3 separate regions of the Ovis canadensis genome follow, and all the other regions are linked to region 2. Evidence: chromatin contacts called from public Hi-C data. All regions are on one chromosome and are shown on one strand. The core of a region is the stretch at or near the end of the contact, and the rest is flanking DNA. Distances in the headings are between cores, read along the strand shown. Region 1 holds the start of HOXC8 (homeobox C8). Region 2 holds the start of SMUG1 (single-strand-selective monofunctional uracil-DNA glycosylase 1). Region 3 holds the start of HOXC5 (homeobox C5).

Region 1 (3,181 bases), core at 193-2,692, 170 kb before region 2:
CATTCTCTCTGCATCGTCCTCCCCTGCACTTTTATTTCTTCCTTCATCCCTAGAGCTGGGCTCCGGATGGATAGCGAAGAAAAAGATCTGATTTTCTAACTGCCTCCTTCCTCATCCAACCCTGAAACTCCAAAATGTGGAAGGAAAATAGGTAGCATTTTTCTTTTTTATGATGCAAAGAGAGAAAGATGCATGTGTGTTTATCAGGTCTTATTTTCATATATGTCTGGGTGTGCACAAGTGTGCACAGCGTCTGTGAAGTGTCAGAGGTGCTTTCTGATAGTTGAGTGGGTGTGCGTTTGATGTTGTTTGTGGTGGAAGAGAGCATATACAATATGTGTGGATCCTGAGTATGGCCCCGTATTGCTCTTACATACTGTGGAGGGGGAGGACCAGAAAAATCATTCTTCTTCTTCATTCACCTGCACAGAGCACACGTGTCCACAGCTCTCTTTCTCCCTTTTCTCTCTGCCTGTGTTCAGTCCATGTAACTGTACATGTTTATGGCCTGAGAAGGGTGCTGATGGGATAAGGGTCTTTTATCCATTAGCATTAACTTGAATTTACCCAGTCTTGGGGATGGGGGAAACCCCCCAGAGAAGAGTGGGTAAATATTTAAAGAGTGTCTGTTGACAGTTCCCATCCACATCCTGGCCTGGGCAGCCTGCCTGGGGGAGTTGGGGCGGGGGCGCGGATGCAGTGAAGCCAGGAGGCCCCTCCAGGCCAAACTGGCATTTCCTATGGGGTTAGGGTATGTGGGGACAAGTAAGAGGCCTGCTTTAGACTCCTCCAACCCAGATACAAGGGGTCTCCTAAGAAGCAACCTCCTGGATCAGCCCAGCCAGAAGCCAGAGAACCACAGCTGCCCTCTCCTCTGTTCCCACCAGCGGCTTTGCTCTCAGAGCCTCCAGCAAGCTCGTGGCCATTGCCCGGGCTTCCTGCCTGAGGCATGAGCTAGTGTCTGAAGGGGCAGTGCAGCCCTGACTGGGTATGTGGAGTGTCCTTGCCTCTGGCCCTCTCTACTACCCACAGCCAGCTGACAAGGCATCTTAAGAATCTAGGGAGGACAGGGCAGCTGGATAGGGGCAAGAGGGTTCTGATAGCTGAAGTGTCTGGGGATAAGATGTGCTTTTCCTTCTAAAGTCCCCAGACTTAAGGACCCCCTGGGGAACCCACCTTTGGTTGTTAGGGGACCGCTCTCTCTGGTTGGCATTCAGCCCCCTCGGGGGTCTTATACCTGTTGAGGTAACCTGAGTTGACCTGCCGGCTCAGGTACCTCTCTCTCTGAGAGGAAGGAAACGAGAAGGGAGGAGAGGCACCTTCAAATCTGAATGCGCACCTTGGAAAAGCTGGCCCCAGCCATTAGCTGGGGCTGGCTCACCACCACCCCCCACATACCACACCCCCATCCCTCCCCCTTCCTCCCCTCCCCTTCTTCCAGGTCCCCCCAGCCCTGAACCCCTCTATCCCCCGCCCGCCATCCCTCCCTTCCTTCTCTCTCTCTCTCTCTCTCTCTCCCTCTCTCTCTCCCTCTCTCTCTCTCCCTCTCGCCTGTCTTCATGTCGTGGATTGATGAACGCGAATCGCGTGTAAGCGCCGCCACCGCCGGGAGTCTGAGGAATTCGCCTGGGCTGTTAAAGGAAAGAGCTAAGTGCGAGAGCGCGAGCTCTACCTACCGACAGTGAAGAGAGCCGCCGCCGCCGCCGCCGCCCGCTTGCCCGCCGCCGCCCGCGCCCAGCCCGGGAGCTGCGCCGCCCCGCCGGCCGCCGGCACCCAGGCGCCCCCCACCTGCCCAGCCCGGCCCGCCGCCCCGGGGAGCCGGCCGGCCTGGGGATCGCTCCCGGGGGGAGGGCAGTTTCGGGGGTCCCGGGCGGGGGAGTCGGGAGCCAGAGGGGAGGGGGCGGCGGGTTTTCATGTGCCCAGCATGAGCTCCTACTTCGTCAACCCCCTGTTCTCCAAGTACAAAGGCGGCGAGTCCCTGGAGCCGGCCTATTACGACTGCCGCTTCCCGCAGAGCGTGGGCCGGAGCCATGCGCTGGTGTACGGGCCCGGCGGCTCGGCGCCCGGCTTCCAGCACGCCTCGCACCACGTCCAAGACTTCTTCCACCACGGCACCTCGGGCATCTCCAACTCGGGCTACCAGCAGAACCCGTGCTCGCTGAGCTGCCACGGAGACGCCTCCAAATTCTATGGCTACGAGGCGCTCCCCAGACAGTCCCTTTATGGGGCTCAGCAAGAGGCGAGCGTGGTGCAATATCCCGACTGTAAATCCTCCGCCAACACTAACAGTAGCGAAGGACAAGGCCACTTAAATCAAAACTCGTCTCCCAGCCTCATGTTTCCATGGATGAGACCCCACGGTGAGAAGCCTTTTCTCTTTCCCCCTTGGTCTCCCGCGCTCCGGGGTCTTCCCCCCCTCCCTCGCCTCCTTTTTGTCTGCCCTCGCTTTCCCTCTTGGCTTGGGGCTGTCTCGGGCCCCACCCCCGGGCCTGAGTGGGTTTCTGGAGGTTGGGAGGTTCAGCTGGGGGTGGGGCACCGGGTTTGTCTCGGAGATTTGGGGGATTGGGGTAAAAGTGGGGGGAGAGGTGGTATCTGGGTGCAAAGGGTTAAAAAAAACGGTTTCTCCACCTCTTGTCAGTCAGTCAGTCTCTCTCTTTCCTCTTTCTCTGTCTGTTTCTCTCACCGTCTCTAGTCAAAGTTGGGGAGGTGGCTGGGAAGGAGCAGGGGACCCTGAGGTTATCAGCCTTTGGAACAAGCCAGTTTCTCCATAAGGCAGAGAGCCCCAGTCCAGGACAGTGGCCAGGCTGTCTTGGGATGAAGACCCCTGCTTCCCTCCCCTGGCTGGGTCAGGGGGTGGCAGGACCCCAAGGACAGGTGATCTACTTCTCTGGGGTACCCACCACCTCCTCTCAGAGAATTAGCCTTAGGGCCACTACCCCAACTTTGCTCTACTTCCCTCAGTTGGACAGAAGAGAAGGAGTCAGAAAGGAAGGGGAAAAAAAAAAAAGAGTACTGAAAAGGAGGGAGGCCATGTAGGTTAGAGGGCTCTGAGGTCCAGAAGACCCTCGCCAAGCTGCCCCCCATCAAAGGCTTCTGGGGTCTTCCTGAGACCCTCAGGGCAGCTCAGGTCATGAGCCCCTCCAAAGGTGGCCCCTCATCGCCCAATTTCGAAGTAAAAGGG
Region 2 (3,557 bases), core at 601-3,100:
TATCTGACAGTTAACTGTGTCCATCTCATCTTTTTTCAATGCTGTTTAAAACTATCTTCTGGGAGTTCCGTGGTGGCCTAGTGGTTAGGATTCCTGCTGTGGACTGGGTTCAATCCCTGATTAGGGAACGGAGATCTCGCAAGCCACGTGGCACAGCCAATATAAATAAGTAAAAACAAAACTACCTTCTACCAAAGAGCCTTTCCTGACAGACTCCTCTCCACTTCTACACCGAGTTGACTCAAGGCCCAGCTGCACGTTTTGCACTCTGCTTGCTTGAGAGCTTGCCAGGCTCTGGGCACGTTTCCATCACATCTGGGCCTCCCACAGGGCAGGGATCATGGTTCTTCTCCCTCTCAACCCCATATGCAGGTCAAGAGTAACCTCTTCCCCCAGGTGGGACCACAAGGTTGACACAACAGCTTGATCCATCAACCTGTTCTCTGACCCTAGCCTTGGGAGAGTGGGAAAGAGAGAGAAAAAACATCTTAACTATGCTCCAATATAATATAAAAATTTTAAAAGTCAGGGCTAAACTTAGGAAATCCTTCCCTAGACTGCTCTCAGAACTCTTTAACCGATCTGTCCGGGTGGCTACCCGGGCCAGCTGGACTCAAACAAAGGCTGAGAAGGGCGCTGTGGAGAACTCCGTTGGCTCCGGGGCCCTTCCTTTGCATCTCCCCATACAGTGCCAACATTAGCAGACTGCCTGCTCCAAGTCTGGCATCTCTTTCAGGTCTTAAGGTTGAGCCTACCTTTGATCTTTAGGGACCCATCCTGAAGACAGCAAGGCCAGGAATACACAGAAGAGTGACAAGGCCTTATTTTCAATGTTCTAGAATTTCAAAGCCTGATCAGAAGGCAAGAGCTACAGGCTATGTGTCAACTGACTATAATTCTAGTCCCGGTTTCATCTCTAAGGTTCTCCTAAGCAAGTCATTTAACTGTCTTCTCTATGAGATGAAAATCAAAATTCCCATCCAACCTACCACCAGCTGTTAACTCATTTTTCCCCCCAATATTTATGAGTCTCTTACATGACAGGCATTGTGGTAGTCTTTTGGTGGGGAAGAAATCCAAAATGAACAAACAACTCACAAACGACTGTGACATGGCACATAAACAACTGTAATACACTGTGACATACTGTGATTCCAGCTTTAATGTCCTGAAGAAAACACCTTGGAAGCCCAAAGGAGAAACCAGGAAATTCTATGTAAAGTCACCCAGGGACAGAGAGCAAGAAATGTCGGTTTCTGAAATCACTGATAAATTACAGTGTCACATTAAGCACAAGTGGAGGGTGATCCACCGATAAGTCTGGCCACCTAGGCTCTCTGGCACTAAACTCAGTAAAGGCAGAAGGAATCCAAGACACTGTCCACTCCCGTGTCCCTTGGGGGCACTTTAGGAATCCACATGGACAATCAGCAAATCCTTAAAACCAATAATGATAACAATAATACTAATAGAGCATGGACTGAGAAGTTCCCAACACTTCATCTCCCCTCCTAGTTCGAGGGGGCTGACAAGTAAGGATCCACAAGAAACCTCCACGTCCGCCCGCGGGCTCCGCCCGACGGGAAAGCCTCGTCTCAGCAGGTCTCCGGGGCGGTTCCATGGGCTCGGCTTTCTCTGCGCCGGGCGAGCCCCTGACGGAGAGAGGGGGCCCGAAACACAGACATTTCCACTCCCCGCCTGTCACCTCCAGCTAGCCCGGGGAGCCCCTAGCCCGCCCCCCAGCGCCCCAGGTTCCCAGACTCCAACTTCCTCACCTGGTCCAGCGCCCCATCCGGTTTCCGGTTCCTTTTCCCACCCCTCCCGCCGGGCGCGGAGGACTGTGGGAGTTGTAGTCCACTTTGTTTAGGGAAAGAGATTGGCATAGCTGCGGCCACTTCCGCCGGAAATACTCAAATTCCCGGAAAGTGTGCTAAGTTGGCAGTAAGTAACTCTGGGGGTTGTAGTTTATTCTTTACACCAGGGCTAAATCCAGACGACTTGAGAAGTGAGAAGCTACGTTCTGTAAGGACCTTGAAGATCCTGGGCTTTAGCTGTAAAAGGCATCACCTTTCCAAAAGTTCATACACTTTCCTCAAAGGGATTGTGAATCAGGGAGCTTCAACTATCTGCAGTCTCTTAACTCACCTGAGGGTATTAACAATGGCTACAGACTATTTCTAGCCCTCCTGCTGCTCCAGATATAAGAGACCTCTCCTATGCAGCCCTCCAAGGACTGTATGTAGGACACCCACGAAAGCACTTCTGGCATCTCTAGCTAAACTCCTTAGTAATAACTTTGAGACTCTTCCATCCCACATTACTGTCCAAGCCCGTCTCCACAGCTTTACCATTTCACTTCTCTCCCTCCTCGGCCCTGCTGTCTACCCAGCCCTATTACCTTCCATCCTTCCCAGTCCTACCTCTGGAATACTCTGTCCAGGACACCTTTCTTGACAGATTCTATGGCTGCATCTAACAGTTCATTCACTCCCACCGTCCCAACCCAATACTAATGTCCAAAGCTGTCCCACTCCTAGCTCTGTTCTTGTCCTGTGGCTGGATCTGTGTCTGTGTCCTGACTATAATATTGTCATTAGACTGGAAACCCCATAAGGTCACTTATCTGGTAGATTCTTCTCATCCCCACCTCCTGAATACCCCAGCACAGGTATGACTGAGACCAGAGGAAAGCAGTCTCCCTGCAGGTGGAGACCAGTGAATCCCAGAAGAGGAAGAGGTGAGAGAACAAGGATGCGACCCCCTTCTCTAGCCTCCCCTGCTCTCCTACCAACAGACAAAAACTTAAAGGGTGCAGCAGGAGCTTCAGGGAACTGAGTAGTGACCCTCTGAACCACAGATGAGAAACCACCCCAACCCTTGTAAGACTTCGGAAACTGAATTAATCATCCCCTTCAACAAAGTCCATTATTTCCTGAGGTTTCATTTGTGCCGGATTCTCTCCTTCTCTGTGTCTTTGACTCTCTCTGCCTATGTATATGTATCTCTATCCCTAGTCTCTTGTATAGTCTCTCTCTCCTTCTGTGTACATCTGTCTCCCTGTTTCTGCTTTTTTCTCTGGAATGAGTGAAATAAGAGTATCCTGACCTTCTGACTGGCTCTTCACTCAGGCGTCTCTGTCTCAGTAGATCTACATGTTTCTGTGTTTCTAAACAAAAATTAGGCAGAGAGGGGAACCATGCTGGTGGCATTATCTTATTACCTAAGAATTCTAGGAGGGAATTCCCTGATGGTCCAGTGGTTATGACTCAGTGCTTTCACTGTTGTGGTCCCAGATTCAGCCCCTGGTCAGGGAACTAAGATCCCACAAACTGCATGGCTTGGCCAAATTTTTTTTTAAAACATCTAGGAACCTCACCATCCCTTTGACAACCTTCCTGCCGCCCCACCCTTCACCTCTTGCTGCCAAGCACCACCAGGTTGCCATTATAGCAGCCTCTCCACACTCCAGGTCAGCTGGCAGGGCAGTAATGAGTGAAGTGACTGACAGGCAAGCAGAGATCCCCAGGAGCCCGACCCACGATTCCATCTTCCTGGAC
Region 3 (3,423 bases), core at 627-3,126, 140 kb before region 2:
GGCTGGGAGGCCTCTCCGGGCTCCCCACGCAGAGCAACGCATTCAAACCGCAAAAAAAAAAAAAAAAAAAAAAAAGGCCGCATAGGTTTGGTTGGGGGTAGAGTGGGACCCCGGGTTGGCCGCATTGGTCTCCGGCCCCACACAGGCCTTTCTTCCTGTCTTTGGTAGTTTGGGGTCCTCGGCTTCTGAACCCCGGACCCCCAAAGGCCAGAAAGGCCGCATCATCCAGGCCCCAGGTCGCCCCCGCCCACTCCCGGGAGTAGGGAGGGAGGCGCCGGAGCCAGCAGGGCAGCCCCCGGCCCGCGCCAGGATTCTTGCGAAACGTGGCGGAGGCGGAGAGCCGAGGGGAAAAAGCAGACCGCCGGGATCTGAGCCCTTCTGCAGGGCCTGAACGATTCAAGGACATCTCGGAAAAGAAAGCCTGGAAACTGAGCTCTCGCCTGCTCTGGGACTCCTGACGTGGCCGGGACCAAATTCCTTCTTCCTTACTTCTCCAGCCCGTCTTTTCCTTATTGTTTCTTCTCCCCTCAAACTAGGCCAGCGAGGAGCGCAGCCAGACCCTAGCCCTTCCCCAGCTCAGGCCGTCTTTCCTAAGCCCAGCCAGAGAAACCTGAGTGGATGTAGGGGGTGAGGTATTGAGGGGGTCTCTCCCGGAGGGAAAAAAATCCGCCAGAGTTTTCCAGACCTTCCAGATCCCCGCCAGCGCCCCCTCCAGCGCCTCCACCAGCGGGGGGGCCGAAGGGGGGCTTCTCGTGGCAGGGGCGGAGATTTCCTGGGGAGAGACAGGCAGGAAAGAATAAGGCTTGGCGCTAGGGGAGGGGGTCGGAAAGGGGCCGAATGGCTGCGGAGGCCTTGGTCTCAGGCTGTGAAGGTGGCCCAGGCGCCTGCCCTGCCCACCCCCAGCCCCCTGCCCCCAGCCAGGTCCTTTGGGAGACCTCCAGATAGCTCAGAAATTGCTCTCCCTTGGACCTTCTGAACCCAGGTCCCTGGAAAGCCTGGTTCAGAGGCCTTTTCCCCAAAGGGCACAAAACAGGCTTTTTCCTTTGCCCTGCTCATATAATATTTGTGGAAGCTTGAATTTTGCTTCTCCATGCCCTCAATGAACATACATATTTCCATCCAAAATACTTGGCATGGGTACCACACGAGGGTCATACACAGGGATGTAGAGCAGTCCTCCAGTTCATTATGTCTGATTCTTTACCTACGCAGCTAGCCACTCACCCACCCACCCACATAATTGAAAATTGCCTTGATGTCACTCTGGAGTCCCTGGTGTGATGAGGAGGCCTACCTATCTTCCCCTGGCTCCTTACCTCCAGGCTCACCCCAAAGTCCCCAGCAATCTTAGTCCCAGGAGCCCCCTATCTAGCTCTGTCCACCCAGGACCACTCCTCATGGCATCCTGTCTACCTCTCCAGAGGCTGGGTTCACTTTCTCAGCCTGACAGGCACCTCTTCAGCAGTATCAGGGCTCCGGGACCTCAAAGGAAAGGACCTGGACCCTTGATTTAGAGAACCTGAGATAAGACTCCTCCAGTCTGGGCTGGGGCTCTCCTACCTCAATCCCCTTCTCAGATATTTTTGAACATTGAAACTCCCTGGGGTTGTGGAGGATGGGGCTATCCGTTATCAAAAAACGCTCTGCGCGTCCTGGTGAAGCCTTATCTCCCGTTAAAATTAAATACAATTTAAAAGGCCATTTCAGGAGTTTATTGCAGCAACACCCAGCTTCTCCTTTACAGGGTAAAAAATCCTGAGAGGCCTGAAGGCCAGCCAGCGAGCCAGGATGCAATTCCTGAAAGTAGGCACCAGGTGTCGCTGTGGGCTTGTTGTCCCGGCTACCCCCCAATTCCAAGAACCATTTTTTTTTTCTCCCCCTTCTCTCTTTTTCTCTCTCTCACTCCCTCTCCCCCTTGGTTGGGCTTTGCCAACATATCAAGATGCGTTTCGCCGGCTTCCATCACTAACCTCCCGGAGGTCATCAAGCCAAATTTATGAGTGGCCGCTCGAGTCACGTGACTCTATTTAAGGCTCCCTTATTTGGGAAGAGCGCATAGGATAAAGAAAGAGATATCTCCACCTATAAATTGTGCACTTTGGAGAACAAAAAACCCCTCAACTTCAAAGAGTCACAAATCACCCTTAATCAAAAAGGGTGCAGAAATTTTTTTTGGGCCCTCCCCGCCATGAGCTCCTACGTAGCCAATTCATTCTATAAGCAGAGCCCCAATATCCCTGCCTATAACATGCAAACTTGTGGGAACTATGGATCGGCCTCAGAGGTGCAGGCATCCAGGTACTGCTACGGCGGATTGGACTTAAGCATCACTTTCCCACCGCCTGCGCCTTCCAACTCTCTCCACGGGGTAGACATGGCTGCCAACCCCCGGGCTCACCCCGACCGCCCCGCCTGCAGCGCCGCAGCCGCTCCGGGACACGCTCTGGGCAGAGATGAAGCGGCTCCTCTGAACCCCGGGATGTACAGTCAGAAGGCGGCTCGCCCAGCGCTGGAGGAGCGAGCTAAGAGCAGTGGGGAGATCAAAGAGGAGCAGGCGCAGACAGGGCAGCCTGCCGGACTGAGCCAGCCACCGGCCGCGCCACAGATTTACCCGTGGATGACCAAACTGCACATGAGCCACGGTAAACTTTAGGACTTCATTTTGCGCGCTCGGGTCCGCCTGGGTTTTATAGGCCATGCGGGGCAAATAAAGAAAAAAAACCTGCGGCCATAAATTTTACGATCCAGGCATCAATGGCTCGTAAAACTGTCCACTAAAAGGCTTAGAGGCTGTGTGCGCCCAAATTTACGACGACATAATTGGATCATAGGAACAAAACGTGTATAAAAGGCAATATTCAATTTTTGGGGGAGAGGGAGGGAGTTAAAAAAATAGAGGGATCTGAAGGGTGAGGAGCGCGGGGCTCCAGAGCGGGGATCCCCCCGCGGTCCCTCCTCCCTCCCCTGCGGAGCCGGCTCGGCCGCCGCTTGCGGCTCTGGAGGATTCCAGCGACTCGGGAGGGGCGGGAGGGGGGTCCCCGGTGCTCGGATCTCGAGGGTGCTTATTGTTCGGTCCGAGCCTGGGTCTCCCTCTCCCCCCACCCCCAGCCCCTCCGGCTGCTGAGTGAAGGCTGCGGCGGAAAGTTTCCTGCCTGGGCGGAGGCTCCTCTCCCGGGGCCAGGCTGGGCTGGGCCGGGCCCGCCTGCGGCCCGCCGGGCCTGTCCGGCCCCGGTCGCGTCTTCTCCCTCTGGCCGCGGGTGGGGGCCTGGGGCTGGGATGGGGACGCTGGGGTGCTGCACGCTATTCACCCCTTCCTGGCTTGGGGGGGTTTATATTCCAGAGACGGACGGCAAGCGGTCCCGAACCAGTTACACGCGCTACCAGACTCTGGAACTAGAAAAAGAATTCCACTTTAACCGCTAC

What was found. Hi-C and Micro-C count contacts between places; a contact is called where the count stands out from the background.
Region 1: a contact with region 2 is called in a Hi-C map of fibroblasts, with 5 times the contacts expected there. The contact joins the promoter of HOXC8 here to the promoter of SMUG1 in region 2. A contact is called at or near these places in 2 of 2 Hi-C or Micro-C datasets (fibroblasts and lung).
Region 3: a contact with region 2 is called in a Hi-C map of fibroblasts, with 6 times the contacts expected there. The contact joins the promoter of HOXC5 here to the promoter of SMUG1 in region 2. A contact is called at or near these places in 2 of 2 Hi-C or Micro-C datasets (fibroblasts and lung).

Annotation. Positions count from the first base shown.
Region 1 is chr3:138,199,768-138,202,948 of ARS-UI_OviCan_v2, reverse strand. It overlaps HOXC8 (homeobox C8), which reads left to right and starts at 1,442. Exons shown (of 2, transcript XM_069580699.1): 1 at 1,442-2,360. The coding sequence starts at 1,925. The region is part of intron 1 of HOXC4 (homeobox C4); the gene reads left to right. The region is part of intron 1 of HOXC6 (homeobox C6); the gene reads left to right.
Region 2 is chr3:138,032,330-138,035,886 of ARS-UI_OviCan_v2, reverse strand. SMUG1 (single-strand-selective monofunctional uracil-DNA glycosylase 1) reads right to left here and starts at 1,850. Exons shown (of 3, transcript XM_069580690.1): 1 at 1,776-1,850.
Region 3 is chr3:138,176,274-138,179,696 of ARS-UI_OviCan_v2, reverse strand. HOXC5 (homeobox C5) reads left to right here and starts at 1,876. Exons shown (of 2, transcript XM_069580708.1): 1 at 1,876-2,642; 2 at 3,341-3,423. The coding sequence starts at 2,189. The region is part of intron 1 of HOXC4 (homeobox C4); the gene reads left to right.